Linked DNA regions of Pan troglodytes: region 2 is linked to region 1. A link is a contact called in public capture Hi-C data. All regions are on one chromosome and are shown on one strand. Each heading gives the region's core, a stretch centred on a gene start, on an enhancer-like site or on the middle of the called end of the contact. The rest is flanking DNA. Distances are from core to core; before and after follow the strand shown.

Region 1 (5,437 bases), core at 1,471-3,970:
CGTGAGTTTCTTTTCCATCTCTAGGCCTTTGCAGCAGCTGTTCCCTTTGCCCCCACTGGCCCCTTTGCCCCCACTGGCTGCCTCTCTACGTCTACCACCTACATCACATCACCTTCTCTGAGAAGACTTCCTGCACTTCCTTATCTAATTGGATGCCCCCAGATTATTCTCCCTCTGCATCCCATTTATGTTGCTGACATAGCATCTGCTGCAATGTAGAATTACGCATGTGCACATGTACTCATGTTTTATTGTGTCTCTGCCTTAGAATGTAAACTTCAGGGGCCAAGGGTTGGGTCTGCCTTATGCGTTTTGTCATCTTCCCTAACTCGATGACTAGCACATAGTAGTCCCTCCATGAAGGTTTAGGAGTGGATGGATGGAGTCATGGTCACCATTCATTCATTTGCCATGAATTAAATCTCAAGGCTGGGCAGGGTGGCTCACGCCTATAATCCCAGCACTTTGGGAGGCCAAGGCTGGTGGATTGCCTGAGGTCAGGAGTTCGAGACCAGCCTGGCCAACATAGTGAAACCCCGTCTCTACTAAAAACACAAAAAATTAGCTGGGCATGGTGACGGGCACCTGTAATCCCAGCTACTCGGGAGGCTGAAGCAGGAGAACCACTTGAACCCAGGAGACAGAGTTGCAGTGAGCTGAGATCACGCCACTGCACTCCAGCCTGGGCGATGGAGCAAGACTATGTCTCAAAAAAAAAAAAAAAATTCTCAAAGACCTCCCCAACAAGGCTCCCTGTTTCGTTAATAGGCAAGGGCCACTGTGGTCTGGCCCCAGCTCCTCCTTCCTTCCCCCTCACTCACTCCAAGCAGCCTGTACACTGGTTCTGCCTTATCTTCCGTGAATGTCCACAGGCTTCACTCCCTCATATCCTCCAGTTTCTGTTCAAATATCCTCAGAGAAGCCCTGCCTGGCCACCACATTCCCCATTTCCCCCACCACTAACACATTCTAAATTCATTATTGCCATTCAGTGTGTCTCCCCCACTGGCATGAAGCTTCACCAGGCCAGGAATTTTTGTCTATTCATTGCTTGTCTCCAGCACCTAGGGCAGTGTCTGGAACATAGCCAGAGCCGGAGAAATAGTTGTGAAAAAAACATAAGCTCAGTAGCCTGTACCAGGCTCCACCTACAGATCCCATGTAACTTTCTCATTATCCTGGGAAGCAGGTACGATTCTTACCCCATTTTACAGACAGGAAACTGAGGCTCAGGGAGGGCAAATAAGTAGGTACGAACCCTGTTCTGTCTGACCTGGAACCCAATCTCTCTGTCATCAGCCTATCTGTCTAGACGCATCTCCCCCATCTCCTCCCCACAGTTAACAGCCTCTCAAGCAGACATGGCTCAGCCTCCACCGGGTGTCCCTGCCTCCAGCCTCTCTCTCCCATTCACTGACCTCCCTGGCTGCAGGGATCCTTTGTAAGCATGGATCTCTGACCTCCCTTCCACAGCGCCCCATTGTCCCAGGTCAGCCTGCCATTCGGGCTCCTGCTAACTTCTCCAGACCTATTTCCTGCTTCGTCTCATGCAAAAGCCCTACTGGCCTGCTCCAAGATGAGCTTATACTCAGCTGCAAGTCTCTGGACAGCAAGCAGTCCCCTCTGCCTGGAACACCCTCCTCACTCTCTGTCTGGAAAAGCCCTGCTCCTTGTGTGCCCTCAGCTTGGATGTGACTCCCACTGAAGAGAAGAGAATAGGGGTTAGCGTCTCCTTCCTGTTCTCATGGTTTCATGAGATTCCTTCCAGCTTCACCCTGATCCCCATCCTCCCACTGGGGTTCCAGAGGCTGTGAGCTCCCCAAGGGCAAGGGCCATGACTCATTCATCCCCAGGCTCTCGCTGGGGGCCAGGCCCAGAGCTCGGCTCAACAAATGGTTGTGAAGTGGTTGCTGTGTGGGAAGTCAGATGGCCTGCCTCACATCCTGATTCCCCTATTCATCAGCTGGGAGCCCATGGACTTGTCCATACACTCCTTGTGCCTGTTTCCTCATCTGTGAAATGTTGATAATGAAAATACCTACTCATAGGGTGGGGACAAAATAAGTTAATTGATGGGAATCACTTGGTATAGTGCCTGGTGGCCAATAAATATTACCCATTAACATGAAGGAAGAAACAGATGCATAGGCAGCTTCATAGGTAGGAGATGGTCCAGGTGGGCACATCCTTCAGGACAGCCCTGGCTCCTCCATGCCCTCGGCGCAGCCCTCTCACTGGCTGAATCTTTACCTACCACTGTCTTGTTGGGTCCAAGGTGGCCAGTGGAATACAAGGCCACTGGACCCAGACAGGAAAAGGCAGCGTCACCAGCCCTGATGTAATCCAAACCAGATGTGGCCTTAGTGGCTTCCAGACCCATGGGGGGTGGTCACTGTGGGCCTGGCTAAGGCCTTGAGGCAGGAAATGGTCTTGGAGGAAAGCTCTCTGGGCTGGGACCAACTGGGAGGAGCGCTCCCATTGACAGTGTTAATTAACCCTTCTTAGCTTACAAAGAGGGCCCAGGACCCCGTTCAGGGGCAGGCACAGAGGTGCCTTGCAGGGGAAGAACACAGCATCAGCGTTGAGATGGACACTGAGCAGGAGGGGCCCATGGCCCTGGTGCCTGTGGTGGGCACAGCAAACCATGCAAGGGTCAGGGAAGCTCAGCCTAACACCCAGAGAACTGATGCCCTGGGAACCCTTGCTCAGTCCTGGTCCAGCTTGGCAGTCCCAAACCAGCTATGGTCTCCCGCCCTCCATCAGGGCAGCTCCTAGCGTGAAAAATCTTTCTTTCTTGTAGCTGCCAGGGATGGGAGCGTTCTTGAAAGCAATGGGGCTGGGGCCTAAGCCTGCAGAGAGGCAGACCCAGCTGTCCACAGGGGCCGTGGCTGCAGCTTTGCCCTGAGTGTGCTCCGTGGCCCTCAGTGGGAACAAGGTCTCTCTGAACCCACATTCCCCCTTCCACATTATCGAATCTATACTCTCTGCCTCTGGGGACGAGGGGAGGCCCAGAGGAAGCACCTGATAACCATAAAGAGCTTTCTAAGGTGTGCTCCTGGGAAGGGGTGGGGCTGGGTTCTGAATGGGCTTCTTGCACAGGACATGTTAATTTGCTGTGTAGCCTTGGCCAAGTCACTTTCCCTCTCTGAACCTGTTTTTTCACCTGTAAAATATGGTGCATGAGCACCCCATCCCGTCTCTCAACTGTCACAATGGCCCTAGGAGTGGCAGAGGAGAAAAGAGCCGAGGTTATCAACTTCATATTACAGAGGGGGAAACTGAGGCGTGCACTGGGAGTCAGGAGTCCTGGGTTCTAGTTCCAGCTGTTACTGTCTCTGATGAGGGACCTTCCCCATCTTGGCCTCGGTTTCCCCAGCTGGATCCAGGCCCTGGATCTCTGCTGTGGCTGGACTTCATTTCCTTCCCTCCCCCCACGGTGGTGACTCATCCCTCATCAACATGCTGTGTGGCCGAGGCTCAGCCTGGGTGGGGGCCAGCGAGGCCAAGAAAACCACTCAGAGGAAACCGCAGGCCTGGCCCAGCTGGCAGGTGGCGGACGGGCAGGCAGGCAGGAATCCACAGCCCTAGGGGCCCTGCCTATAAGCGCACCTCCCACCAAGAGCCCAAGCCAGGTTCCCCAGGACCCCCAAGCCCCAGACTGCGAGTCAGGCTCAGACTTCAGAGTCACCCATTCACCACCCCAAGTGATACTGCTGCAACCGGACTCTGAACTCCCCAGCTCAAGCAGGGCGGGGATCGCAGTGAGGACCAGTGTTCATGGAGGCAGGAGAGAGATGGGATGAACAAGCCTAAGGTTTCTCAGGAGGCAGGCAGTGGTGAAGAGCAGGGCCTCTGGGCCCAGACCATCTGGGTACAAATCCTGGCTCTGCCACTGACTATGTGGCCCTGAGCAAGTGGCTGAACCTCTCTGAGACTTGGCTCCACACTCTGAGAAATGGACACAACACCTCGCAGCGTCACCGTGTGCAGCCGATGTGATCATCAACACAATGCGGCGCCCAGGGCCAGCAGCCGGCAGGTGCTCGATGCATGTTAACTGCTGTCTCTGCTCTTCCTGCTGGAACCTCTCTGTTCCCACAGGCCAGTCCCACTTCTCAGTCGTCCTCACAGCCAGAAAGGCTGCACTGTATCAGGGCTCAGCTCTCTTGCCCTCTGGGCTGCCCCCAGATGGAGCGTCCCCTGCCCCTCACTGCTGGCTTGTGGTGAGGTGGCCGTGGCCACTGGGAAAAATCAGAGAACAGTCCTCTCCCCTGAGGCCCTCATTGTAGACCCAGCAAAGGCATCGCAGGCCTGCCAGACCTGGCCTCCACCTGGAGACCGGACTCTCTGCTTACACCCTATCCTGGTGAGAGGCAGAGGGAACGCATGGGCACAGCCTTGCTCTGGGAGACAGAAAAGCTCCTTTCAAGCCCCAGTCCCTGACTTGTTGAGTGGCATTCAAGTTCCTTCTCTCCTCTGAGCCTCAGTTTCTTCATATGTGGAGTAAGGATAAGAACATTATCGTTCCCTGGGCCGAGCACAGCCCTAAGTGCCTTACCTCAGTCTGACTGATGCTGCAGCCATGGCCCCACCCTATGAGGTAGATCCTAGCGCTGCCCACTCTCTCTGGCTCAGTTTCTCCCTCTGTAAAACAGGAATAATAATACCTGCCTCATGAGAATCACCTGAAGCCGGGAGGCAGAGGTTGTGTGCAGTGAGCATAGATCACACCACTGTACTCCAGCCTGGACGACAGAGTGAGACTCCATCATAAATCAATCAATCAACCAATCAATCCTGCCTCGTAATCTTGCTGTGAGGAGTAAATGAGTTAACACAGCACAGGCGCTTTAAGTAAAGCTGGGCACGCAGTAATCACACACCCGGTGTAGGCTGTTGCTGCGACCTCCCTCTCACAGGTGAGGATACTGAGGCACAACGTGCAGAAGCCACCTGCCCACATCATGTGCTGGGCAGACTGGCACCTGAGCCTGCATGAACCACCAAACTGTGAGCTGATGGATATTGCTAAAGTGTCCGGCACACAGTAGGTGCTCAGTGAACTGTGGTCATCAGCGACCTCACACCAGTGCAGGCACACACAGAGGGAAGGAGGCCACATCCAACCTGTACATTTATTTACAAGGCACAAGCTGAGAGCAGACTGGGGGCTGCCCCATGGCCTTCCTAATTCTCCTGGGCCTGCTGACCCCATCATCTGAGGCCATGGGTGACCCCCAAGATAGGGGCCCCGAGTGGTTGGGTTGGGCCAGCTTGGCCCTGAGGCAAGCTCGGGGGTGGTCTCCTGTGTCCCTTGGCTTCTCCCCTCCCCCTCCACCAGGCCTGGGCTGGGCGCCCTCTCTCTCACACACAGTTCCTGTGTGTTGGTGGTCGCAAGGAAGGTGGGTGGGGGCCAGCCTGGGCCAGATGGTGTGGG
Region 2 (5,670 bases), core at 354-2,853, 190 kb before region 1:
CAGCTTCAGCCTCCCAAAGTGCTGGGATTACAGGTGTGAGCCACCTCGCCAGGCCTATTTTTGTTATTATGTACCATCATTATATTCCCATTGATTAATTATGTTGAACCTCATTTTCCTCACCTGTAAAACAGATAATTGCACCTGTTCTCTGGGTAGGGATGTGAGGATTAAATAACAAGGTACTCAGCACATACTGAGCACTCTGTAAACAGTTTGTTTTATTTCCATTCCTACTTACTAGCTATGTACCTCAGTCCTTTACTTTGTAACTCTGAGTCTCAGTTTCCTCACCTGCAAAATGGGGACCAATAATAGTATCTACTTCTCAGAACTGGGGGCATTTAATGAGATGATGCTTGGCGCAGGGTAACTGCCAAGCACATGTCAGCTTATTCGTATTATTCCTCCTGTTATTATTAGCCCTCCTTACTAGCTGTGTGACCTTGGACATGTTCCTTAGCCTTTCTGAGCCTCAGCTTCCGTGTGGGGTAAGATGGGAAGAATCAGTCCCTCTCGCAGCTTTGCTGTGAGGATGAAATGGCCACACCACTGCTTAGTTCTTCTTATCAACAGTGTCTCCCAGCTCTGACAAGTCCTTTCCCTACTCTGCACTTTGGGCTCCTCATCTGCCCTGTGAATCTCATGATCTGGGTTTCATCAGAGGCTGAAAGATAAGGAGAAAACATTTGCAGCCTGGTGCCTGACTGGGATGGCATGGACCAAGCAGGGGCCCTAGCTGACCTCTGGGGGTACAGCGGGGGCTCACCAAGGAGGAGGAACTTGCGCCGGTCTCCGTAGAGCTTCAGCAGGCCTGTGCAATAGTCCTGGATGGGCAGCCCCAGCCGGTACTCCCGCAGCAGCATCGCAAACTGCTGGATCTCGAGGGGCCCCAGCTTACTCCGCAACTATGTGGGGGACACCATTCGAGATCAATCCCAGGAAGCAGCACCATCCAACCCCTGCCTGAAAGGCCCAGAGCCTTCCCTAAGGGCATGTTTGGCCCAGCTCTCCTCTGAAAACCTTCCCATGGGCTATTCAGAGGACATCTAGATCCCTTAGGCTGCATTTAAGAATAGGATGTGGACTCAAGCTGCCTGAGTGCAAATCTTGACCCCTTCACTGGATCAGCTCTGTGATCTTGGGTAGGTGACAACCTCCATGATGCTTGCTTTTCTCATCTGCAAAGTGAGGATAATGATGGTATTTTCTTCTTGGGGTTGTTGAAAAGATTAAAAGAAATAATGCATGAAAGGTGCTTAGAATGGTGCCTGGTATACAGCAGGCACTCAATTAATGCCAGCTGACGTTAGTTAAGGCCTTTCACAAGCTGGCCTCAGTTTACTCTCCTAACCTCATCTCCTGCTCTGACCTCTGATGTCTTCTGCTTAGGTTATGTCCAGGGCAATGTGCCATTCCCAAAATGTTTACTCCAGCCTCCAGGCTTTTGCTTGTGCCATTCCCACCACCGGCCCCAGCTCACCGTGACCATGTAATCCTGTAACTGCTCCAAGCCCAGACCGCTGTGGTCGCTGCCGCTGCAGTGGGAGCCATGGAAAGAAGGTGTGGACGTGCCGCTGTAACATGCTTCAAAGGTGTCCTGGGAGCCATTGCTGCAGGCATGGGAAGAAGGGCCTTCACTCACCTCCCTCCAGCTCCTGGCCCTCAGGCAGGCTGAAGGTAGGAGGCCTCATCCTAGACTGCATGCTGGCCTCCAAGGCCTCGCACACCCTGGCCCCTGGCACCTCTCAAGTCTCATCTGTCACTGTGCTTGCCTTTGCCTTTGCTCTTTGTGCTTCGCGCCCCCCACCCCCCTTCTCCTTCTTCCTCTACTATCTCCTCACCTCTGGGTGTTTGCACCTGCTGGTCCCTCTGCCTGGATTGCCTCCTTTCCCCTCCCTTTTGCACAGCTAACTCTTACTCATCCCGTGATCTTAAATGTCATCTCCTCAGGAGAGTGTTCTCTAATTCCCCTAGGTTGGGTTAGAACCTCTGTTGAACATGCTCCCTCAGTCCATGGCCTACCTGTGACATGCATGGCCTTTCCAGGTACCCCCAAGCATCCTCTCTGACCACTCTCTCCCTCACACCATTTGCCACAGCCACAGTGGCCACCTGCTGACCCTCAAACCCACTAAGCTCTATCCTGTTCAAAATTTTTTTTTTTTTTTTTTTGAGACAGATTCTTGCTCTGTCACTGAGGCTGGAGTGCAGTGGTGCGGTCTTGGCTCACTGCAGCCTCCGCCTCCCGGGTTCAAGCAATTTTCATGCCTCAGCCTCCTGAGTAGCTGGGACTACAAGCATGTGCCACCCAGCCAATTTTTGTATTTTTAGTAGAGACAGGGTTTCACCATGTTTGTCCAGGCTGCTCTCAAATGCCTCACCTCAAGCAATCTGCCCACCTCAGCCTCCCAAAATGCTGGGATTACAGGCGTGAGCCACCACGCCTGGTTAGTTCAGGATTCTTACATTTGCTGTTCCGTCTACCTGGAACACTCTTCCCCCTTTCATCCTCCAGGCCTCAGTTCATGTGCCATCACCTCGAGAGGCCCTCCTGACTCTCCAGCTGAGTTGCGGTCCCCCTCTGCCTCTCTTATAGCACCCTGAGCCTCCCTTTAGTACTTATTACCATTAATGATTGTTACTGTTAAATTGTGATTTCATTGCCTCCTATGCTAGACTGTAAACTTGACAAGAGCAGGGACTTTGGTTTTCTTCATTTGTTGAACACCTACTATGTGCCAGGCCCAGGTTTTGCCCTCTGTCTTGTGTCCATCTGTATCCCCAGCACACAGCAGAGTGCCTGGCACATAGGAGGTACTCAAGAAATATTGCTTAATAAAAACTCAACCTTAGGCTCCTGCCTCCTTGTCTCTAAATTGTTCCAGAACCATCCTCCATTATTACCTACAAAGAAGCCGTGTAGCTTTGTGGTATAAGGACTGGATTCTGGAGCCAGCCTTCTTCTGTTCAAATCCCATACTTACAACTTACTAGGTGCTTGACCTTGGGAAAACTAAACTTAATTTCTCTATTTCTCAATTTTTCCATCTGTATAATGGGATAATAATAATTAGTGTCATCATGAGAATTAGAGGAGTTAATATTTGTAGAACACTTAGAATTATGGGCTATAAGCAATAAACAGTAGCTGCTGTAATGTTACTATGTTGATGAAAAAATAAAGTGCTTTATAGAACAGCACTTAGTACATAGCAAGTTCAATGTTCAAACGCTATTATCACTATTTTATCTCTTCAGTAGATATCTGGTTGTTTAAAGACTAGCCTAAGGGCATACAGTATGAGGAAGGCAAATCTATTGCTACTAAAAAGGAAAAAAACAATAAGACATATATCACTGGCAGAGACTGCTACATGCCAAACTGAAGCCCTTAGTAATATAACTAGGTAATCAACCAGTAACCCAGGACTTTCTTGGTTTTAGCACTGAAAATCCCATATCCGGGGGAACCCCTCATTCCTGAGCAAACTGAGATGGCTGGTCACCCTAAACAGAACCCTGGGTAATGTTCCCAACTGAATTGTTTAAAATTTTATTTGTTTGTTTATTTATTTATTTCAATAGAGACAGGGTCTCCCTATGTTGCCCAGACTGGTCTCAAACTTGTGGGCTCAAGTGATCCTCCTGCGTTGCCCTCCCAAAGTGTTGGGATTACAGGCGTGAGCCACCATGACTGGCCTGAATTTTTTTTTTTTTTTTTTTTTTTTTTTTTTTAAGATAGAGTCTCACTCTGTCGCCCAGGCTGGAGTGCAGTGGCGCAATCTCAGCTCACTGTAAGCTCCGCCTCCTGGGTTCACGCCATTCTCCTGCCTCAGCCTCCCAAGTAGCTGGGACCACAAGTGTGCGCCACCATACCTGGCTAATTTTTGTATTTTTGGTGGAGATGGGGTTTCGCCATGTTGCCCAGGATGGTTTGGAACTCCCAGGCTCAAGCAATCCACCTGCCTCAGCCTCCCAAACTGTTGGGATTACAGGTGCGAGCCACCGCATCTAGCCTGAAATATATTTTTTTAATCCTAAATTTTCCAGCTTTGCTTGCAGCTAGTGATGGCTATGTGACCAAGTTATGGCCTATGAGATATAAGCAGAAGTCATCAGGTGGGAATCTGGCAAAACTCTTTAAAGAGGCCCCTTAGCATGCTACTGTGATGGCTGGAGCTACAACCACCATCTCAGTCCATGAGGTGACCTTGAGGATGGCTGCAAGTCCTGAAGAGGGTAGGGAAGGAAAAGAGAAGCCTGAGCTCCTAACAACCATGAAATGTTGAATTGCTGCTCTATTTTATGTCAAATATAAGAAAAAAAAGTTCTATCTTGCTTAAGATACTCTTTTTGGGGATTTTCTATTACATGGAACCAAAATTAAGCCAAGATAATTTTTTTGGCATGTAGCTATGATTTTGGTTTCTGCAGACCACTGTGCCTGGATGACTGGGAGAGAACCACAGGACTGTGTGGACCCACATCTGAGTTCTGGTGTCTCCTGGGTCTCTCAAGGGTCTGGATCCTGTGAGTTTCCAGAGTCAGGGAGCTCAGTTTACCTCCCCCTCTTAGTGCCCAGTGTCTCAGCACACATCAAGGTTGGGTCACCTTCTCCTACCCTCTCTAGTCACCCTGTTTGTGCAGGGGTAAGGGAGCAGGGTGGAGTCCCTGACAGGGGCTGTACTCACAAGGAGCTGCAGCAGCTGAAGTCAGCGTCATAGGCATACGTCCCATCTGTGTGGCAGCTCTCACCTGGGACCAGCAGACAGAGGGACTGTCAGAGGCAGCAAAGCAGGGATCAGCATCCCCTGCTCCCTGAGGCCCCACCCTCAGTCTCAGCCTGAAGTCTAGTCCTGCCCCTGACACCAACACACAACAGACCCTGGGGAACTCCCCTCGCCTCTCCTGATCCTCAACTTCCCCGACTTGGGGACAATACCACCCCCCACCTACCTCATGGGGGCCTTGGGAACAGCAGATGAGGAAACATGTGAGGGAATATTTTGTAAACTGTGTGTTTCAGGCAAGACAAAAAAAAAGAAAAAAAAATTTGTGGCTCACGCCTGTAATCCCAGCACTTTGGGAGGCCAAGGCAGGAGGACTGCTTGAGCCCAGGCTTCAAGACCAGCCTGGACAACATAGAGCGACCTTATTTCTACAATAACAAAAAAATTAGCTGGGTGCGGTGGTGCATGCCTGTGGTCCCGGCTACTTGAGAGGCTGACATAGGAGGACTGCTTGGGCCTGGGAGGTCGAGGCTGCAGAGAGCCGTGATTGTACCACTACAGTCCAGGCTGGGTGACAGAGCCAGACCCTGAAAAAAAATAAATAAAAGAAAAGAAAAAGAAAGAAAGAAAGAGGAAAGGAAAGGAAAAAAGAAAGAAAGAAAGAGAAAAGAGGAAAGGAAAGGAAAAAAGAAAGAAAGAAAGAAAGGGGAAGGGGAAGGAAAAGAAAAGAAAAGAAAGAAAAAGAAAGAAAGAAAGAGAAAGAAAGAAAGAAAAAGAAAGAAAGAAGAAGAAAGAGAGGAAGAAATTTGTGAAGGGGAGGGATCTGAAAACCTTCAGAGCAAAGAAACACCAAGTACGGAGAGCTTGCGCTCTTCCTAGTCCTGTTGTCTCATTTAGCTGGTTATTAGCCCTACCATTTCTGATCTCTGATCAGTGT

The links. Capture Hi-C pulls out chosen DNA fragments and counts their contacts.
Region 2: a capture Hi-C map of stem cell-derived neural stem cells shows a contact between it and region 1, with 2.8 times the contacts expected there. The contact joins two enhancer-like sites. A contact is called at or near these places in 1 of 7 Hi-C or Micro-C datasets (stem cell-derived neural progenitor cells), 1 of 1 datasets of contacts at active chromatin or transcription factors (stem cell-derived excitatory neurons) and 1 of 1 other capture datasets (stem cell-derived neural stem cells).

Annotation. Positions count from the first base shown.
Region 1 is chr21:38,053,699-38,059,135 of NHGRI_mPanTro3-v2.0_pri, reverse strand. MYLK2 (myosin light chain kinase 2) reads right to left here. Exons shown (of 12, transcript XM_003316903.7): 12 at 5,122-5,437. Among named protein-coding and RNA genes, the nearest start is that of FOXS1, 8.5 kb to the left of the region's middle. Within about 2 kb of position 2,720, at least 7 of the 24 cell types and tissues checked have an H3K27ac peak or open chromatin away from gene starts, as enhancers often do. A contact at or near this core is called in stem cell-derived neural stem cells, where this site is marked.
Region 2 is chr21:38,245,169-38,250,838 of NHGRI_mPanTro3-v2.0_pri, reverse strand. CCM2L (CCM2 like scaffold protein) reads right to left here. Exons shown (of 9, transcript XM_016937652.4): 7 at 1,484-1,613; 8 at 770-908. The coding sequence ends at 806. Among named protein-coding and RNA genes, the nearest start is that of CCM2L, 17 kb to the right of the region's middle. Within about 2 kb of position 1,603, at least 3 of the 24 cell types and tissues checked have an H3K27ac peak or open chromatin away from gene starts, as enhancers often do. A contact at or near this core is called in stem cell-derived neural stem cells, where this site is marked.